Linked DNA regions of Sus scrofa: regions 2 and 3 are each linked to region 1. The links are chromatin contacts, called in public Hi-C and HiChIP or PLAC-seq maps. All regions are on one chromosome and are shown on one strand. The core of a region is the stretch at or near the end of the contact, and the rest is flanking DNA. Distances in the headings are between cores, read along the strand shown.

What was found. Hi-C and Micro-C count contacts between places; a contact is called where the count stands out from the background. HiChIP or PLAC-seq counts read pairs in DNA pulled down with a chosen protein or histone mark.
Region 2: a contact with region 1 is called in an H3K27ac HiChIP or PLAC-seq map of skeletal muscle. The contact joins two enhancer-like sites. A contact is called at or near these places in 2 of 5 promoter capture datasets (fetal liver and fetal skeletal muscle), 7 of 47 Hi-C or Micro-C datasets (alveolar macrophages, blood, fibroblasts and 4 more) and 2 of 2 datasets of contacts at active chromatin or transcription factors (alveolar macrophages and skeletal muscle).
Region 3: a Hi-C map of alveolar macrophages shows a contact between it and region 1, with 3 times the contacts expected there. The contact joins two enhancer-like sites. A contact is called at or near these places in 3 of 5 promoter capture datasets (fetal liver, fetal skeletal muscle and liver), 35 of 47 Hi-C or Micro-C datasets (adipose tissue, alveolar macrophages, blood and 16 more) and 2 of 2 datasets of contacts at active chromatin or transcription factors (alveolar macrophages and skeletal muscle).

Annotation. Positions count from the first base shown.
Region 1 is chr12:4,434,724-4,437,590 of Sscrofa11.1, forward strand. No RefSeq gene overlaps it. Among named protein-coding and RNA genes, the nearest start is that of SEC14L1, 53 kb to the right of the region's middle. Within about 2 kb of position 1,593, at least 37 of the 83 cell types and tissues checked have an H3K27ac peak or open chromatin away from gene starts, as enhancers often do. A contact at or near this core is called in alveolar macrophages, fetal liver, liver and 2 more, where this site is marked.
Region 2 is chr12:4,501,989-4,504,843 of Sscrofa11.1, forward strand. No RefSeq gene overlaps it. Among named protein-coding and RNA genes, the nearest start is that of SEC14L1, 14 kb to the left of the region's middle. Within about 2 kb of position 1,458, at least 25 of the 83 cell types and tissues checked have an H3K27ac peak or open chromatin away from gene starts, as enhancers often do. A contact at or near this core is called in fetal liver, liver, retroperitoneal adipose tissue and 1 more, where this site is marked.
Region 3 is chr12:4,528,568-4,531,761 of Sscrofa11.1, forward strand. LOC100516105 (a long non-coding RNA gene) reads left to right here. Exons shown (of 2, transcript XR_297633.3): 2 at 525-746. Among named protein-coding and RNA genes, the nearest start is that of SEC14L1, 41 kb to the left of the region's middle. Within about 2 kb of position 1,899, at least 2 of the 83 cell types and tissues checked have an H3K27ac peak or open chromatin away from gene starts, as enhancers often do. A contact at or near this core is called in alveolar macrophages, where this site is marked.

The DNA of each region.
Region 1 (2,867 bases), core at 343-2,842:
ACGGACAGAGCCACCCGCCCCCCACCCCCGTGAGGGCAGGATCTGTGCCCCCCACGGAGGGTGACCCGTGGGGCCAGCGGGCCAGCGTGGGGGCAGGGAGAAGGCGCTGGAAGGCCTGGGAGCAGCTCCCTGGGCAGCCCCCTCCCTCCACAGCCCCTGCTCCAGCAGCAAGCCGTCTGTCCTCCCAGTCCCTCCCTGCCTGGTGACGTCTCATCGGCCCCTGTAGTAGCGTCACGGAGGGCGCACAAGGGGCGCTTTCGGAGAAGCTTTCTCATTTGGGTTGTGCCCTTTCTGATCTCTCCTTTGGTGGCCGGTCTTCCGTGGGATGCTCACGGGTTCTTTCCTCAGAAGACCCTCCCCCGCAGGTGCGGCGGGGACAGTGGGCACTGTTGTCCCTTCAGCCCCAGGCCCCAGCTGTGCTCTCGAGTCCTTGGTTCGGCCAAGCTCTTCCGAACCCCCCGTGTCGGCAGAGCACTTCCAAGGGCACAACACTCTCTGACAATCACTTGCTTGTGCCTTGGCACCGTCCTGCTGAGATAACCTGTTCCCTTGCATTTTAGGGTCAGTGAGAGGGAGACAGGGCCGGGGGGCGGGGACCCTGAGAGCTCTCCAGGCACAGTGTTCACAGTGGGCTGATGAGAAGCTGGGCTCAGGAGGCTACCTGGCTGCCCCCACATCCCTGCCCTCCCTGGGCTGCAGCGTCCTCCAGCTGTGGGAGCCGGAACCAGGTCGCTCTAAGCTTTCTTCCCCAGCTTTAACAGCCTGCAATTTACATAAAAGAGAGAAAGATAAGCCTACTGCTGGAAAAAACCCAAACCAACACACACACACACACACACACACCAAACACACACACCCTCCCACACACACCAAGGAGAGAGGATTCCAGATTAACCAGTTTTTTGGTAAATGTCAAAGACTTTCCAACACCAGGACTTTAGAGCAAACTTCCTGTAAATTTGTCCAGGTTCCACAGAGAAACAGAACCAATAGGATGTATATTTACAGAAAGAGGCTTATGATAAGGAACTGGCTCACGTGGTGCTGGAGGCTGACAAGTTCAAAGACCTGCAGTCCACAGCTGGAAGCCCAGGGGAGAACCAGTGTTCCAGTCCAAAGGAGAGAAAAGCCAGTTTTCCAGATCAAGGCCGTTGGGCAGGAAAATCCTCTCTTACCTGGGAGAATGTCGGCCTTTTTGTTCTATCTGGGCCTTCAACTGATTGGATGCAGCCCACCCATACCAGGGAGGTCAATCCTCACTCAGCTACCTCTTCAAATGTCATCGAATCCCCCCAAAAAACACCCTCCCAGACATACCCAGAACCTTTCTTTGACCAAAAGTCTGGGCTGCACGGCCCAATCAAATTGACCCGTAAAATTAACCGTCACATCCCTTCCAAGGTCGGATTTCAGTAGACATGAGGGCTGGCGTTTCCTCCTGGCGCTCTGACTCCAGGGGCAGAGCAGGGAGCAGCTCATCGCCCGGTTGGGTGATGGGGATGCGCTTCTCCAACATGGCCACAAGGTGGCGCCAGCGGAGGCAAGTCCCTGGATTAGAGCCGTGACCCCCTCCCCCTCTTCAGCCGGATGGAAAGGGGCTCCACCTGGGGGCTGAGGTGAGGTCTCACTCGGGGACTCAGATCCCGGGTGTAGACCAGCCTTGCAAAAGGGAAGGAGCAGGACTTGGCAGCCAGCCAGTGCCGAGGGACTCCGGATGGCTCTGCAGATGGAGCTGGGAGGGCCCTCCTTTCCGCAGCCAGGCACTTGCCCCTCTGGTTCCCAGACACAGCCCAGACTTAGCTCCCCGTGTGTCTCTGACACAGCGGTGGCGGCTGGTGCAGAGGCTCAGTCACGTGAGCATCTGAGGGCTCGTAGCTATTTCTCTGTCACTGTCAAGCTGGGTCCTGGTGACGGACCGAGCTCTCAAACCCAAAGGCAAAGATCAGAGAGGGACAGAGTCCAGTTGCTCCTGCTTCAAGGACGAGAAAGGAAGGGTCTCAGGGCCGCACACGGCGGGGGGCAGAGCTTTGAAGGGACCGGCCTCAGATTTTCCCTGGAGGCTGCAGGAGCCTTGCTGTCGCTTGCCGCCAGCCGGTTAGCTCTGCTTTGTGGTCCTGGACACGGACACAACAAAGGCAGGATCCAGAGCCAGCCAGTGCAGGGTATGTGCCCGGGCACGGTGCCCGGGCCACAGGTGCCAGCAGTCCCCGCCTGGTGATTTGGGTAAAAGAAGGAAGCTTCCAATTAAAGAACCAGCGTTAATTTCCTTGAAGGCAAACTAACCCACCTGAAGCCCGAACTCAAAACCAAAACCAAAATGAGAAACCTTTCTTCTCTCTTTTTTAAAAAAACACATGGCCACACCTGTGGCATGTGGAAGTTCCTGAGCCAGAGGTCGAGCCACAGCCACGTAGCAGCAATGCGAGTAGCTGTGTGCGAGCCACACGGGAAGTCCGAGAGAGCTTTTTATTGTGAAATAAAGAGACGAGGACGGAAGCGTGTCATACTGGATCCGAGACAGTGAACAGAACCAACTGTTCTGTTGAAGAAACCACGAGGCTGGCTACGTGCACAGTTTGGTCCTACTATTAAAACTCTGGTTGGGAGTTCCCGTCGTGGCTCAGCGGAAACAAATCCGACGAGGAACCGTGAGGTTGCAGGTTCGATCCCTGGCCTCGCTCAATAGGTTAAGGATCCAGCATTGCCACGAGCTGTGGTGTAGGTCGCAGATGCAGCTCGGATCCCGCATGGCTGTGGCCATGGTATAGGCTGACGGCTGTAGCTCTGATTTGACCCCTAGCCTGGGAACTTATATCCCGCAGGTGCAGCCCTAAAAAGACCAAAAAAACAAAACAAAACAAAACAAA
Region 2 (2,855 bases), core at 208-2,707, 67 kb after region 1:
CCTCTGGTCTTGCACAGTCTCCGTCAGGTCGCCAGGCTCCCTCCGTCCTCTCTGACCTATCAGAGTCCTTCCTGTCTAGTCCATTTAAACCTACCCCAAAAGTACTCAGCTTTAGCTGTGACTGGGGGAGGCTTCCTTTCCCTACGAAGCCTCCCGTGTCACGTCTAATTTACATCACGTACGGCTGTATCTTTTTCTCCTGTGACCCCCCCATCTTTGTCAGTTGAATTTCCAGACCCAGACAGGACCCTAAGAGATTCAAGGAAAACACCGTCCTCCCTACGTCCGCCCCCTTTCATCCCCGACTCATGACATTTGGGGCCGTCTAACAAATGAGCTGCAGTGGTTCTCGGTGCAAAAAGAGGAACATGGGGTCAGGACAAAGGCAGGCAGCGTGTAAAAATCCCCAAGACGGGAGTCCTGATATTATTCCTGCTTTTCCAAGCTGCAGCCTCTTCTCCGAGACGCTGGCTCAGAAGGAGTCTGTACAGGCTCTGAGCTGTCTCATAATCACAGCCTTTGGTCCCGGAGGGACAGGAGCCCGTAGGCGTGCGCCCAGGCTGGCTTATGGAACCAGGGGACTCCACACGGGGTAGGCAGCATGAAGCTGAGGGGAAGGACCTTCCAGAGAAGCCAGACGGGGCCCTCATCTTATGGCCAAAGACAGCATCTTCATTACCTGCCACGGTAGATGGTATTTGGCATTCACTCCGCATAAAGGACATCATGGCATATTTACTCTTTTTATTGGGCAGCAGATAAGAGAAAGGCTGCCTCTGCTCCTGCCAGAGAGCCACCATCCCCGACAGCACGCAGTCCCCTCTCTCACGGGGGGACCAGCTCCCTGAGGAGCTTTTCCTCCAGCTAATGCCGCGATCTCAGACCATCCTTCCACCTCCCGAGAGAGAGAGACAGAGAGACAGAGACAGAGAGAGAGAGAGGCAGGTGTTTGTTCCAGGGTGGGACAGAGGCCTGGAGTTCACCCATAATCCTGAGGAAAGGCAGCCTCAGGGTCTTCGAGACTATTTTTCGTCCCCGTGGCTGCACGTGGAGCAGCTCGTGGGACCCTGCTTAGGAAGGCGGCAGAGCCAGGGCTGCCTCATCTTTCGGAAGACAGTGGGGGCGGGGGAGGGTTACTGGAAGGTACTAGTTATTTCTTTCTCAAGCTAACCCCCCCCCCGGATTTTCACATTGCCAGTCACAGCCTTGCTCCCTGCCTGGTGAGATAGGAATGCTGAGCAGAGGCGATGCTAATGGCAGCTAAATATAGACGGCAGCTTCTAGACCCGCCTGCCCGGGTGCCTGCACGCACATTAGAACAATTACGGGAAGGAGGCTTCCGTGCTGCCTAATTATAACCTTGACTTCGGAAAGCAGGCACTTCTGTGGCTGAGACCAGGGCCCTCCTTCTGTCAAGCGGCATTTCTGCCCTGGCAGCTGGACGTGCTCTGTCCTTTGTTGCCTTTGGACTTGGTGGCGCCCGGGATGGTATGACCTAACAGAAAAGTGTCCATTGTCCCTCGGAATGTGTGGGGCTCAAAGGACATTCCTCATGGGTGGAGATTAATAGGCCTCATTAACGAGTCACATTCCTGCCCTTCTCCATCCCCTGTAATTAGGGCGGCAGACATCCCTGTCGGCCTGAGCCGGTCTTAGTTTACGCCTCCGGAGAACAGGGAGTTATTAACAAGGCCTGTCTTTCATGCTCAGAAGTGCTATGTTTTTATTTTGTTTTATTTTTTATTGAAGGATAGTGGATGTACCATGTCGGTTAGTTTCAAGTGTACAGCAAAGTGATTCAGTCATACGTACATATATTCTTTTTCACATTCTTTCCCATTATAGGCTATTGCAAGATATTGGATCTAGTTCCCTGTGCTATCTAGTATCTCGGCGTTTATCTGTGAGTGATAATTTTTTTTTTTTTTTTTTTTTGCTCTTTAGGGCCGCACCTGCGACTTCTGGATGTTCCCAGGCTAGGGACTGAATTGGAGTTGCAGGTGCCAGCCACAGCAATGCCCGACACAAGTCGCATCTGCGACCTACGCCATAGCTCACGGCAATGCCAGATCCTTAACCCACTGAGCAAGGCCAGGGATTGAACCCATGTCCTCATGGATACTAGTCAGGTTTGTCACTGCTGAGCCACGACAGGAACCCCTATGGGTGATCAATTTTAAGGTCCCTGATGTGCAGTCCTCAAGGAGGAAGGAGACGATGCCCTTTGGTAGGTGTGGACCCCCCAGAGCCAGCCTGGATAAGAGGGCTTCAGGTTGAAGAATGATCAGGGAGAAGCAGCTTTTCCAAACCCTCCTAAAAAGCTTTCTGCTGCCCTTACCCTCAGTGGCTCTGAGAAGCCACACCCCCTCAGCTTCTAGGGCTCCCAGGTGATGGCACTAAGCCAGGGGGACCTGTTGGCCTTCGAAGTATGGCCAGACTGGAGAATCCACTGGTTCCTGCCATCCAGTTGGCTCTGGGGCTGACCAAGATGAGACAGTCACGGAGTTCCTGTCGTGGCTCAGTGGTTAACAAATCCGACTAAGAACCATGAGGTTGCGAGTTCGATCCCTGGCCTCGCTCAGTAGGTTAAAGACCTGGTGTTGCCATGAGCTGTGGTGTAGATCGCAGACGCGGCTTGGATCCCGCGTTGCTGTGGTTCTGGCGTAGGCTGGTGGTGTAGTCTGGGAACCTCCATATAGCATGATATCAGGCCCAAGAAATGGCAAAAAAAGACAAAAAAAAAAAAGAGAGAGAGAGAGAGAGAGATGAGATGGTCACCTTGCCCCGGCCTCGAAGCCTTGGGTCTTCAGGTTCAAGAGAACGTCGAACCAGGCTTGTGCAGCGGGTGCCAGCCA
Region 3 (3,194 bases), core at 649-3,148, 94 kb after region 1:
TCGGGATGGGAACGCAGGGGGCGGACGTCAGTAGGTGACCAGGACAACAGGAGGGAGCATTCCCGGGGGACCCAGCAGGATGCGGCCCCGTGACAACGTAAAGGCCTTTGCAGCCAAGGCAAGAAGCAAGCAAAGGGCTTGAGAGGCTTCAGGGAGCCCAAGAGCTGGGGGCAGACGGGACGACACAGCAGAGAGAGGGGGAGGTGTCGCGATAGATGGGCCGGCGTTGAGTTCGGAGGCTTTGTCCCACCTGCCGAGGGCAGGTTTCTCAGGAAGGCCCTGTGCAGGTGTGCAGGGCTCCGGGGGTCTGGGTGCCTGGGGCACTGGCGAGGGAGACCCTGGGTATGTCCTGGAGACTTGGAAAGACGGGGCTGGTGGGTCACCGCAGGGCGCCGTCCACCTCACGTTCTGCGTGAAGACTTTAGACTGGGGGGGGTGTTTTCTTGTGCTAACAGATTTAAATCCCCTGAATGTTCAGACTCTGGAAGTAGAGTAAAAACTGATCACGTGTCCTTTCTTTGCAGGTGAGTTTCTCGGAAGCGGTGTGCTCGCACGGGGGGCGGAGTCGCCGGTCTCCTTTCTGTCCGTTTGTCTGCGCGGAAGCGTGGTGTTTTGTTGCGGGACCTCCCTGGTCGGTTCGGTGTATTTCTTACTGACTTAATTGTTAAATGCGGACCTGCCTAGGACCCTGCTTTGTATGAGTGTGAATAAAAGGACTCAGACCCCAGGAGAGTTTGTAGACCTTACGGGTTCCACACCAGTGACCACGTTGCCTCTGTCCCCGAGGTGCAGACTCGACCAGAGAGCGACTTCCAGAGCCCCTCGTGCTCCTCTGTGCGAGGGTGAGCCCTGGGGCCTGGAGGGGCGTCAACGGTCAAGAAATGGTGGCGGGTGGGAGGAGGTGACTGTCGCCTCTGTCGTGACGGCGGGAGGTGCTCTAGGAAGGAGGGTGCAGCTTGGTCAGGGGAGGGGGTGCCTCACTCGGTGGAATTTCCCAGGTGTGACCACTGCATCGCAGCGGGTCCCCCCCCGGGGGGGGGGGCAGCACCGCAGTCCCTGGGTCCTCAGGTGCGCCGCTCACCCCTTGCTGACCTCCCTCCGGCCTGCAGGCCTGGTCCCCGCTTCACCGGGCACTGCCAGCCACCTGCTGGGCTGAGCAGCTTTTGGCCTCGGGGCTCGGTGCTGGGGCTGCCCCAGGCCACCCCCTCCGGGCTGCCAGTGCCCTGCCGATCACGTAGTCCCTCGGCTCCCGCCCCCCAGCTCCTGGGTGCTCGTGAAACCACCCCCGCCCAGTGTGCACACACACTGACGGCCAGGGGCCGTCGTCACAGAGGCTGGGGGCTCTGCCGGCACCGATGGGGCCATGCTTCCAGCCGAGAGGTCTCCGAGCCCCGTGTCTGCGAGTGTTTCTTGTCTGTTGGTAAAGGGGGAAAGGAAGTCCAGCCCGTGCTGTGGGCTGTGACGGTGTCGGTTGTGCACGCAGTGCTGTCCTCAGGCGTCTCTTGCCGTCGCTGCGCTGTGGTCAGGGTGTCTCGGGGCCGTGTCTTCTCTGCGGAACTGAGAGCTCCTCTTGGGTTTGGACCAGCTTGCTCCAGACCCAGGTACCTGCCCCATGTACCTGGCGACCCTCGACCTCACGGCCTGTTGCTCCGCCCTGTCCGTGCAGCTCAGTTCCTGGAAGGCCCGGCCTGTCGTGCCCGCCGAGGCCGGGCTGGAAGTGCGGTTACTGGGGCAAGCCTTGCGGGCCCTCCCGCAGGTGCCCAGGGAGGCATGGGCCATTCCAGGAGTGGCAGCCATCAGCTCAGATGACCCAGCCCGAGCTGCCCCCACCGGCAGGAGTAGCCGGAGGCTGCGCCGCCACCCTCCGCGTGACCTTGGGCGGGTCACTTCCCCGTTGGTACCTCAGTGTCGGTGAAGCAACGATGTTCGTGCCGAGGCTCCCGGCCAGGGCGCTGCTGCGGGTCTGCTTAGCCGGTCATGTGAAGCCCCAGGAGCACGTTGTGTCAGATGTTGCGTGTCTGTCACTGACATTTTTCCTTGAGTTTTCGGTGTATTTCAAAAAACTCGGAAAGGGGCTTGTTGGGGGAGAAATCCGGAGCTGATCAAATCCGTGCAACCAGGGCTGGGAACAAGCTGAGAGGCACTGGTCCCTGGGGACAGCAGACAGTACTTGTAGAAACCCCAGAGCACGCACATGCACTATTTCAACTGTTCTAAAGTGTGCGGTTTGGGGTTCCCTGATGGCTTGGTAGTTAAGGATCCAGTGTTGTCACTGCTGTGGCAAGGGTTTGATCCCTGGTCCAGGAATTCCTCATGCTGTGGCTGCGGCCAAAATATTTTTTTAAAAGTGTGCAGTTCAGTTTTTTTGTTTTTTGGGTGTTTTTTTTTTTTTTTTTAATGGCTGCCCCTGAAGCATAAAGAAGTTCCCAGGCCAGGGACTGAATCCACACAAGCTGCAGCTGTGATGTAGACCACAGGCGGGGCAACGCCAGAGCCTTCTCCCACGGTGCTGGACCCGAGCTGCTGCAGGTGGGTTCCTTTTCCTTCTTGCTTCCTTCCTTCCTGCCTCCCTCCTGCCCAGCAGCATAAGGAGTCCCTGTGTTAACGCTGGGTCCTTAATGCACTGGGCTGGGCTGGAGCTTGAATCCACGCCACCACAGGGACAAGGCCGGATTGTGCCACAAGAAGAGCTCCTTTTGCTTTCTCAGCACCTGTGCAGTGGCACGCGGTCAGCGGCCCTGTGCAGCTCTGGGACATTTTCATCACTCCTGGAGGACACCCCTCCTCCCGCCCCTGGGAACCTCTACTCTTTTTTTCTGTCTCTTGAGCTTTGCTGATTCTGGACACTTTGTAGGAGTGAAATCCTGCCCTCTGTGGCCTCGGGCCTGGCTTATTTCCCTCAGGTTCTTTCATTGTGCGCATGTCGGTGCTTTGTTCTTGTTCAGGGCTGAGTGCTATTCCCCCTGGCAGCCAGGGCTGCTGGGCTACATCCTAATCAGGGGACTGGAAGTGCCAGGTGTCCTGCTTGGAGCTGACGGCTTGTCTGGTGTGCTTCCTCTCCAGCAGGGAGGGTGGTGAGAGAAGCAGGACAGGGGCTGCCTTCCTCCCTTGTCTCCTGCCTCTCAGCGGGGGCCTTCCTCGCTGCCCACTCGGCAGTCCTTGAAGCAGAGCCTCCCTCTGGCCCCAGCCCAGGG